2 separate regions of the Mus musculus genome follow, and region 2 is linked to region 1. The links are chromatin contacts, called in public ChIA-PET maps. All regions are on one chromosome and are shown on one strand. The core of a region is the stretch at or near the end of the contact, and the rest is flanking DNA. Distances in the headings are between cores, read along the strand shown.

The links. ChIA-PET counts read pairs in DNA pulled down with a chosen protein or histone mark.
Region 2: an RNA polymerase II ChIA-PET map of memory CD8 T cells shows a contact between it and region 1, with 436 read pairs. The contact joins two enhancer-like sites. A contact is called at or near these places in 3 of 39 promoter capture datasets (the C10 cell line, hippocampal neurons and liver), 1 of 15 datasets of contacts at CTCF or cohesin (pro-B cells), 31 of 484 Hi-C or Micro-C datasets (B cells, CD4 T cells, CD8 T cells and 16 more), 7 of 115 datasets of contacts at active chromatin or transcription factors (CD8 T cells, effector CD8 T cells, embryonic stem cells and 3 more) and 2 of 9 other capture datasets (adipose tissue and pancreatic islet).

The regions. Positions count from the first base shown.
Region 1 is chr5:140,869,952-140,874,905 of GRCm38.p6, forward strand. Card11 (caspase recruitment domain family, member 11) reads right to left here. Exons shown (of 25, transcript NM_175362.2): 24 at 4,390-4,505; 25 at 3,048-3,578. The coding sequence ends at 3,374. All of the region lies in intron 3 of Gm30804 (a long non-coding RNA gene), which reads left to right. Among named protein-coding and RNA genes, the nearest start is that of Gm52831, 19 kb to the left of the region's middle. Within about 2 kb of position 2,805, at least 97 of the 459 cell types and tissues checked have an H3K27ac peak or open chromatin away from gene starts, as enhancers often do. A contact at or near this core is called in CD8 T cells, Th17 cells, bone marrow-derived macrophages and 5 more, where this site is marked.
Region 2 is chr5:140,946,753-140,951,374 of GRCm38.p6, forward strand. All of the region lies in intron 1 of Card11 (caspase recruitment domain family, member 11), which reads right to left. Among named protein-coding and RNA genes, the nearest start is that of Card11, 52 kb to the right of the region's middle. Within about 2 kb of position 1,474, at least 90 of the 459 cell types and tissues checked have an H3K27ac peak or open chromatin away from gene starts, as enhancers often do. A contact at or near this core is called in CD8 T cells, Th17 cells, bone marrow-derived macrophages and 5 more, where this site is marked.

The sequences.
Region 1 (4,954 bases), core at 1,555-4,054:
ATTTGGAGAAGCCAGGGTCTCTAGGGACAGGATGGTGTGAGCTTTTTCAGAGGTGAGTTCTGGGCTACGTATCCAAGGCTCCAGATGTGTGTGTGTGGTGTTGGAGATCAAACTTAGTGACTCATGTATGTAAAGCAAACATTCTATCCACTGAGCCACACACCCAGTTCTTCAAGGTCTGTTTACGATTTTTACTTAACTCACTTATTAGAGAGGGTCTCATAAAGTCCAGGACGTGCCTTTAAACATCTGATCCTCCCACCTCCACCCCCTGAGTGCTGGGATTTCAGACAAGCAACCATATCAACTGAGCCACACCCCCAACCCCCTGGGCTCCAGTTTTGGTTGTGGGATCTGTAGCACTAACTGTGTAGGTTGCCAAACATGCCCAGGGCCAGGGTCCCTTTGTAAGATAGCAGAAAGGATCCTGGCCCTGACTCTTTAGTTTTAGTCTAGCTGCAAGTCTCAGGTTGCCAGCAACAGGTCCTAGAGTGTTGCTTGGAAGGTTTGCAAACACCAGACGTTGGCCTTTTTCTCTGAGTGGGTTAGGCATGTTGGTCTGATCTTGGGTGCACTGACCCTGCACCCTGGCCTTGTAGAATTTGGCCACTTGATACATGCTCCTGTGTTTGCAGGGAGGACGGGTAGAGATTCAGGAGGAGTCTCCCCTGCAGTGCGAATAGTGGAGCCACAGGCAGGGTCAGCAGTGAGGCCCTGAGAATAAAGTCTCAGTGAGATGATCTAGCAGACAAAGTCGCTGGCCATCAAGCCTGACAGACATGATTTTGGTCCCTGAGAACTACATGGTGGAAAGAGAGAAGAGAGACTTTTGCAATCCGTCCTCTTGTCTCCAAGCACGCGCCATCACTCACACACACACACACACACACACACACACACACACACACACACACACACATTTTGACTGGCTTTCATGGCTCCGATTCCCAGAGATTCATTACTCAAAATTGGGTTGGTAGGTGGCTCACTTGGTAAAGTACTTGCATGACAAGCTTGGGGACCTGAGTTCAATCCCCAGAATCCACATCAACAAACCAGGGATGGTATCTTGGGCTCTCCATCCCAGGGATCCTTGGGGCTCACTAGGCAGCATGTATTCTGCCACTCCGTTTTGTCATTTCTCCTTTCTCTTATCTTCCCTCCTCCTCTCCCTCCTCTCCTTCCTCCTCCTTCAGATGTAAACCTATAGGTGAATGCAATTTTTCCAGTCTGCCCACCCCCACCCCCACCTCTCCCTCCTCCCATCACCGCCCATCAGACAGGCAGGGGAGAAGCTCAGAATGGAACCTGAACTTGACACATTGTTACAAAAACAAATTCCCACAGGGGTGGGGGTGGGGGAGGGTCACTTCCAGCCACCCAGCTAGCGTGGAAACTTTCAATATGATTTTGAACTAGGCACCCAGTGGCTTCAAAGCAGCCCCGGGGTTGAGGCGGGGCACCAGCACCTCCATCCTCACTCATGACTTTCATGTCCAAACAACACAGAAAACACCCCTTTTTTCTCCTGCCTCCCCACACGCCCTTTCCTGTGCAGCTTTGGGTTCTGCCCACATGGGAGCGTTCCTTCCAGAGAGGCCCTGGGTGAGAGCCCTCTGTTGGGGAGGGCTGGCAAGCCTGTGGTAGTCCTCTGGGGAGGACGAGGTCCAGGAGCCTGAGAACTTGAGGCTGTGTTGACTTAAGATCAGTGTAGAGAGAGTGGGGTGTTAGGGGGAACCTCCTTCCATCTTTCTCTGCCGTCCACCCTTGCGGCTCTGGGCCTGCCTCTCAGTCTTGCAGACTAGAGCTTGGCCATCCCTGGGGGGAGCATCTTAGACACTCATTCCTTCCCAGATCTTCACGCTGCATCCCTCCCCCCAAACTCTATGCAAGTCCGTTTGGCTTTTCAGGCCAGCCAGCCCGAGGCTTCCGAACTTAAATAAATAAATAGAAATAAATCAGTAGACTTTCTATCCGAGGCTCCTTTCTGGTCACGTCTGTCCCCTTGGCGAGACTTCTAAGTGGAAGTGAGACGGCCTCTGCTTGAAGGAAATTTACCATCACTTCAGGCATTATAGAGGTGGAGCGTTGGCCCTGCAGCCCCTCCGCTCCTCACCAGGCGCTTTATCGCGACTTAAATGGCTGCAGCTGGACCTTGGCAGCCCCAGAGCAGTTAACTTGTTTCTATGGTCTGTTGGGGGGTGGGGGGGAGATGCCATGCTTGTTGGCTGCTAGGAGTGTTGATTTGAAAGGTGCCTGGGTCCTTGGCAGACTAGGGATGGGCCATGAGGCAGAAAGGAGAGAAGCAGTGGCCTCCGGGTCCCCCGGCTACCCACTCTCAGCTTCCTATGTTGCACTTTTGGTATCTTTTTAAAATGACGAAACTGCTACAGGCTGCACTATGCTGTTTTCTGTTTTTGTTTTTTTGTTGTGTGTGTGTTGTTTTAATGAGAACAAAGATGGGACAATTGGTGCCTTGATAAGGTGACAAAGCCATGAAGATTCAACCTGTGATATTTGTCATAATGTAGCCACAGAAGCCTTACGTTTTCAACCCGGGTCGGAGAGGCCCCACTGTGCCTTGGGGCAGAGTTCTCTGCAGAGGCTGGTAGCTGGTCAGAGTGCTCAGGGTAAGTGGCCAAGAGGGCTCAGCTGTAGATGGAGCATCTGTCTCAACCCCCTCCCCCCCCCACCAAGAGTGTGTGTGGAGAGATTGCAAAAGTCTGAGGATAGCAGGGAGAGCGGTGAAATGCTGTCCTCCGTACAGGCAGGGCGTTGCGCTCACCAGCCCAGAGGCTGTGGTTTTCTGTACAGGATCAAACCAGTAAACACTCTTTACAGGGCTTGCAGGGGTAGGCGTGGCTCCCGAGGCCCCACCTCCAGCGGAGAAACTCTACAGTTAGCATCTGGTAAGGGTCGAAAGGGTCTCATTTCACCTCCCTTCAGAGCATACGTTTGCGTGGGAAAGCTTAGCCCATTCCCACCTTGACTGTGCTTGATGGAAACACCTGCTAGTGAGACTGTGGGATAAGAACCTCTGCAAAGGAGAACTGGAGGAATTTTAATGCAAGAAAAAGAACGGCATAGGAGGAGTCCTGTCTCCCCAGCCTGGGACGCATGTTTCGTGCTTCTTCTTGGGCTGGCAGCCACTGTGGCTGCTGGAGGCCTGCAGGCAGTTTACCCGTCCCTGTCCCGTGAGTTTACATTCAACTGCTGCTCTGGTTGCTGGCCTTGGGCCCCAGGCTCTGGGGTTGCTCATCTCTGTTCACGCCAGCAGAGCCTGACCTTCCACCAGGCGTCTGGTGTCTGGTAACTTTGTTGCTAGGGGCTCAGGACCCCGGTGTGTCTGTGTGTAGGTCAGACCCAGACAAGCTCACAGCTGGTCCTCGTCCACCCAGATGGTCTTGCGCTGCTCCTCTACAATCTTGTCTTTGAGGACTCGCAGCAGCTCCTCCACGCTGCTCCACATCTCAGCTTCCACGGTGGCGTAGAGGCAGGGCAGCGCCTCCAGCTCCTTCTCTTTGAGCCTGCACACTCGCAGGAATTCCTCTTCCGTCTCTGGCCGCGGCAGCAGCTTCCTGGGGGTGGAGAGGTGGGCAGGGAGAGACAGCAGGCAGGGGAAGACATGGGGAGGCTGCAGGGCTCGATGCTCACAGTGTGAGCTAGAAGCCTGGGTTGTACAGTTGCCTGTGGGGGTCAAGGACCACACATGACGGGGACCTGCTGCCTTCACCTCCCTAGTGCTGGGATTATAGCCGTGAGTGTACTCACTAATATGTGAATTCAAAGCTAGCCTGGGCTACATGGTGAGAACCTTTCATTCCAGAATCAGGACATCGTCCCAAATGGAAACTCTGTCCCCATTAAACACAAACTCCACTCTCTCCCCCTGTGTTTCATCTTGGCTCCTATCACTGCTTCCTGTCTCTATGAGTCTGATACTTAAGGGATTTCCCGTAAGTGGAACCCTATGTTGCCTGTCTTCCTGGTTGATTTTTTACAGCATCCTATCCTTGAGAGCCACCCCTATCCTGGCAGGTGTTAGAATACTCTCCCTTTTCAGGGTTGGATACTATTCCACCAGGCTAACCTCAAACTTGTGGTCCTCCTGAGTGTCTGGAATATAGGCTCGTGCCACCACATCTGGCCACTTCCCTCTTTGAATTTGGGCTTCTTACATTCTTGGGCTCGACCCAAGTATCTCAGTGACAGGAAGTTGACAGACCATCTCTCACCAGCCACATTCACCCCATGTGTCTTACATATGTGTACTGGCATTTGCCCGGCTGCACTCAGGGTTAGTGTCACACGTCCCAGCATCCAGAGTTTTTGGAAGGGCTGAGTAAGGGTGGTGTGTGTGTGGCAGGTGTGAGGACTGGGTGTCCTTACCTGAACCGTTTGATGTTCTTCTCGCTCACCCGGATGAGCAGCACTATGGGGTACACCTTGCACTTGATCAGGTCGCGCACACAGCCGATCCCAGCCTCCAGCAGGCAGTGTTTGTTCTGCAAGTATAACAGCCACCATCAGCAGTGGTGCCCACCCAGCTGTCCTTGTGGGTGCCAGGCTGTGCTAGGGAACTTCAAAAGTTGGCCTCGGTGAGGTCGTAGCCCCACACCTGAGTACTACTTGCTCAGCCCCGCTGAGCACAGTGACACCGGCTATTGAGGTTGAATCCAAGGGGGGCTTGCAATGGACACTCACCCCCTCCAGCCTTCCATGGAATTCCTGGTAATGGGTAAGAGAACAGAAAATGCCAGGAAGGGAGGTTGGCTCAGGGGTCCTTGGGGCTACCTGCTTAACCAGGAGCTTGTTAGTTGTGGGAAAGGACATTCCCATGTGGCTGAAGGCATCACTTAAGGAAAAAAACCCACCAAACTTACATCAAAGAGAAAAAACATGCACAATTGCTACCCTAGCCCTAGAGAGACTGAGGCTGGAAGACTGAGAGCTT
Region 2 (4,622 bases), core at 224-2,723, 75 kb after region 1:
GTATGTGTGTTTGTGTGTATGTGTGTATGTATGTATGTATGTATGTATGTATGTATGTGTGTATTTGTGTGTTTATGTGTGTGTGTGTGTGTTGTGTGTGAAAGTTGAAGGATAACCTCAGTGTCACTGACATACTGCAGGTGTCTTCCTTTGAGACAGGGTCTCTTATTGTTCTGGATTTCACCAAGGAAGCATGCTACTTGGTCATTAAGTCCCAGGGATCCTCCTGCCTCAGCCTCTCATCTTGTCTGACGTTCCTTTTCAAAGCGAATCTTGGGATCGAGGTTGGGTCCTCATCCTTAAAAGACAAATGCTTTGCCTTCTCAGTCACCTCCTCTGCCCCTTCCAAGCCTTTTCAAGGTGCATTTCCCAAGACATCTCATAGACTTCCAGTCTAGAGTCAAACATTCTGGTGACCTTCAGTGGCTTCTAAGGGGAGGCCATCTTTGGGGTCCCCAGGTTTGTTCAAGGCTTCTGGGAGAAGTGGCTCACCCTGCACATGCCTGATATGACTCTCAAGTGCAGGTTTCCCAGGGTAGCCTGGGGCATTTTGCTGGACAGCACCCCACTCCTCTCCTCATGTGCACACGCATAAGCAACCCCATGGGAACCAGCTGACAGCACTGGGGGTGGCGGGAAAGAATCCTTCCCCAGCAGAGAGGGTCGCCTTTCTGCGGGGCCACAGGCTGAAAGCAGACATGACATACTTCATCTAGCTCCCCCCAGAGAAGGCTGCGAACATCTCCAGCTTTCCAGAAAACACACTTCAAGCACTAACCCCACTCCTCAACTGTGACAGTGTGCTCAGTTAGAAGAAACAAGGAACCCACGTGTGACAACAGAAGAAACAGGTACATATTGCTCCCATGGAACCTCGGGGTTCGTGGAGAGCCTTCCATGGGCCAGTTCTGGGCTCTGCACAAGCCCAGCCTAGTGTGATGTAGGGTCCCTTGCAGCCCAGAATACACATCCAGTTTAGGAGATGACAAAGTAAGGGATGCCTGTCATCCCAATACTGGGGCAGGAAGAGGCAGGAGGATTTCTGGTCATCTTGGGCCACACAGAGTCCCTATCATAAAAGCCTTAGGGCTAGGGATGTGTGTAGCTCAGTGGTAGACAGCTTGCCTGGACACATAAAAGACCCTAGGCTTCATCCCAAGCACCAAGGTAAAAAGCGTGAAGGGACATGTTTGAAGGCCCCGAGCACACCCACACAGACAAGAGCAGAAGGACCAGGTGTGGAGAGTATTCACACCAGCAGGCCCGGGACACAGACAGCTTCGGCAGCTCTGCTTATGCAGGCCACAGAGGGATTGTGGGAGGTGTACTCATGGGCTTCTACACCAGCCGTATCCTGGGCTTGGCAGGGGCATCTGTCCAGGAGTCTCTCAAATTCCCTGTCCTCTGCTGTGGGGAGCAAGGCACCCGGAAAGTGCTGACGCTGGCAGGCTGCCACAGCCTCCCCCGGAAGCCCACATGGGTGCCGCACTCTGAGGAGGCTACAACTATTTTTAGCAGGTGCAGAGGGAGGCGGTGGTGGGCTGCACACTTCTCCTTTTGCTTTATTCTGAGCAGAACCTGAAGACGGATGTGGTGGTACACATTGTCATCCTAGCTGCTAAGAAGCTAAGGCATGAGGATGGCAAGCGTGAGGCTAGCCTGGGCTATAGTATGAGAATCTGTCCCCACAACAGAAAGAGACAAAACTAAGCCAGGCACTTGGCAGGCAGGCGCTTATAATCCTAGTGCTGGAGCTGAGGGTGGGGCTGGGGGCGGGACACATCCTCATACTTCACTGGCTAGACAGCCCAGCTAACCAGTGACCTCCAAGGTCAGCAGAGGGCTGGGGAGAGGGCTTAGCAAGTAAAGATGCTGGGCACACAAGCCAGAGGACCTGAGTTTGATCACTAGCACCAACACACATGGAAGGAGAGAACACCGAGTGGTCCTCGGACCTCCACAGGAGGACTGTGACACAAGTCCACATACATTATGCAACAGATACACACACACACACACACACACACACACACACACACACACACACACACACATCATAACACACATCACAGACACACACATCATACACACATCATACACACATCATAGACACTTCACAGACACAGATCACACATCATACACACACATTACAGACAGATACATCATACACATACAATTACAGACATACAGACATATACATCACACACACATCATACACACATATCATACACACACATCATACACACACATCAAGACACACACATCATACTCACACATCATACACACACATATCAGACACACACATAACACACACACACATCATACACACACATCACAGACACACACATCCCATTACATATCACATACACATTATATACACAGCACAGAAACACATATCATAACACACATCACAGAAACATAGACATACACACACATTGCATCGAATATCAACACACACAGATATACATCATACACACACATCACAGCCACACAGCCACACACACACACCAAAAGAAAAAAGAACACAGAGTAGGAATGATCTATGGAGATGCTTGACATTAGCCTCAGCTCTTGACACCCACACACCGCACACACTTGCTTACATACCAGTGTGCATGTAGAAATTAACATGCACACACACACATGTGCTACATACACATTGCACACATGGTTTTAAAAAGTAATAAAAAGGAAGAAAAACACAGTAAACCCCCAAACACCAGCTGCTTAAGATTGCCTACGTGGAGTCTGTGGGTGATTTGAGCTCCTGGGTAAGAACAAGGCTCAGACCAGCGCACAGAGACCTGGGGTGCAGAGCGCAGAGAGCCAGGGTGCAGGAGCCATGGGTGGCAGAAGGGGTGCCCAGGAGCCTCTCTTCCCCAGCATCCTTGATGGCACCCCCCTGTGCAACTGGCTCCTGCTGCCATGCCAGATCCTCACCCAGGAGATCAAGAGCTCCACCTGGGAGGTAACGGGGGCCTGGCATTCCAGAAAAAAAGCATCTGTCTGCAGGTACATGAGGTAGTCTGTTCTTGTCTCTTGACTTTGCTGTTAGTGAACACAGAGCCCCAGTATGATCCCTACCACATCCTAGCACTCACTGGGTAGGCATCGTAGGTTGCTCCTCTCTGTTACCAAGCAGTGGCTTGCTCAGGTTACTCATTGGTTCTCCTGCCAGTGGGCATTTGGGGTTACTGTTGGACTGGAAAACTCTTACGTGAGTCTTCAAGTAAACCGGTGTCATTTCCAGTGGGCATGTCAATCACAGAATGGATGTTGGCTAACTTTAGAGCATCTTTGTTGCTTGGAGTGTCAGGTTCTGGAAACTCAGGCCTTCCCTGAATGGGTGGTAACACGGGGATCTTGATCCTGTAGGGCCTCACTTCCCACTTGCTCTCAACCTTTCCCTCCATACAGACCTCTCATTTGGGGGTTGTGAGTTGAATGTGAAATGTCCCCCACAGGACTGTATGTTTTTGTACTTTATCCCCAGGTGGTGGCGCTATTGTGGAGCCTTTAGGAAGTAAAGCTTTGCTGGAGAAAGTGAGCCACTGAGGCTGGGCTTTGAGATTTTAAAGCCTCACCCCATTCCCTCTTCATTTCTGACTGTCTGCAAAGATCAGCCCCTTCATCCCTGCTACCGTGTCTTCTTCACCCTGTCTTCCTTGCCATGATGCACTGTATCCCATCAAACTGTAAGCCTAAATAAACCTTCCCTACTATGTTTCTCCTTTGCAGGTAGTTTGGTGATAGTGAAGAGAAAAGTAACAGACATTGGATGGTGTCTTTTCCTAAATTAATGCCCACATAGAATATAACCTCATTTGGCAATGAGTGCTTTGCAGACATTATTATGATGAAGTCACACTGGACCTACAACCAGTGACTGTTAGAATAGGAAATGACACAGATCCAGAGAAGGGAAATGAAGACAGGGGCAGAGACCGATCAGGAGCCATCACCAGATGGAAGTGGGAGCTGGGGATCTGACAGAGTGCAGAAGAGCATTTTAGGACCTCAGCCTGGATTCTCAGAACTCACACAAACCCAGGCATGGTTGTTTGTGCTTGTGACCCCAGGAGTAGTGAGGAGTGGAAACAGGAGGATTGCTGGGGATTGCTGGTTGCTAGCTCAGCTCCAGGTTCAGTGACATGACCCTGTTCATCAGAGCAAGGTGGACAGTGATAGAGCAGGTATCCTCTATCACATGACATCCTCTGACTTCTGTGCACACATACATGCATATATATATATATATATATATATATATATATATATATATATATACACACACACACACACACACACACACACACACACACACATGCAGACATGCAGACATACACATACATACTCTAACACACATACACCAAAAAATAAAATAACAAGCTAGAAGGAGAGCAAACACTTGGGAGACTGAGGCAGGGGAATCATGAGTTTGAGGCTAGCCTGAGCTACACAGGGAGACCCCTTAACAAAGTACCAACAGAGTTGGAAGAGGCAGCAGGGTTTGTCCCCTAAGGCCACTGACACCTTGGTTTTGGACCTCAAATTCCATGCTGTGAGAGAATCAATGCCTCTCTCATTGGCAGCAGCGGAGTAGAGAAACTCTCTGAGACCAC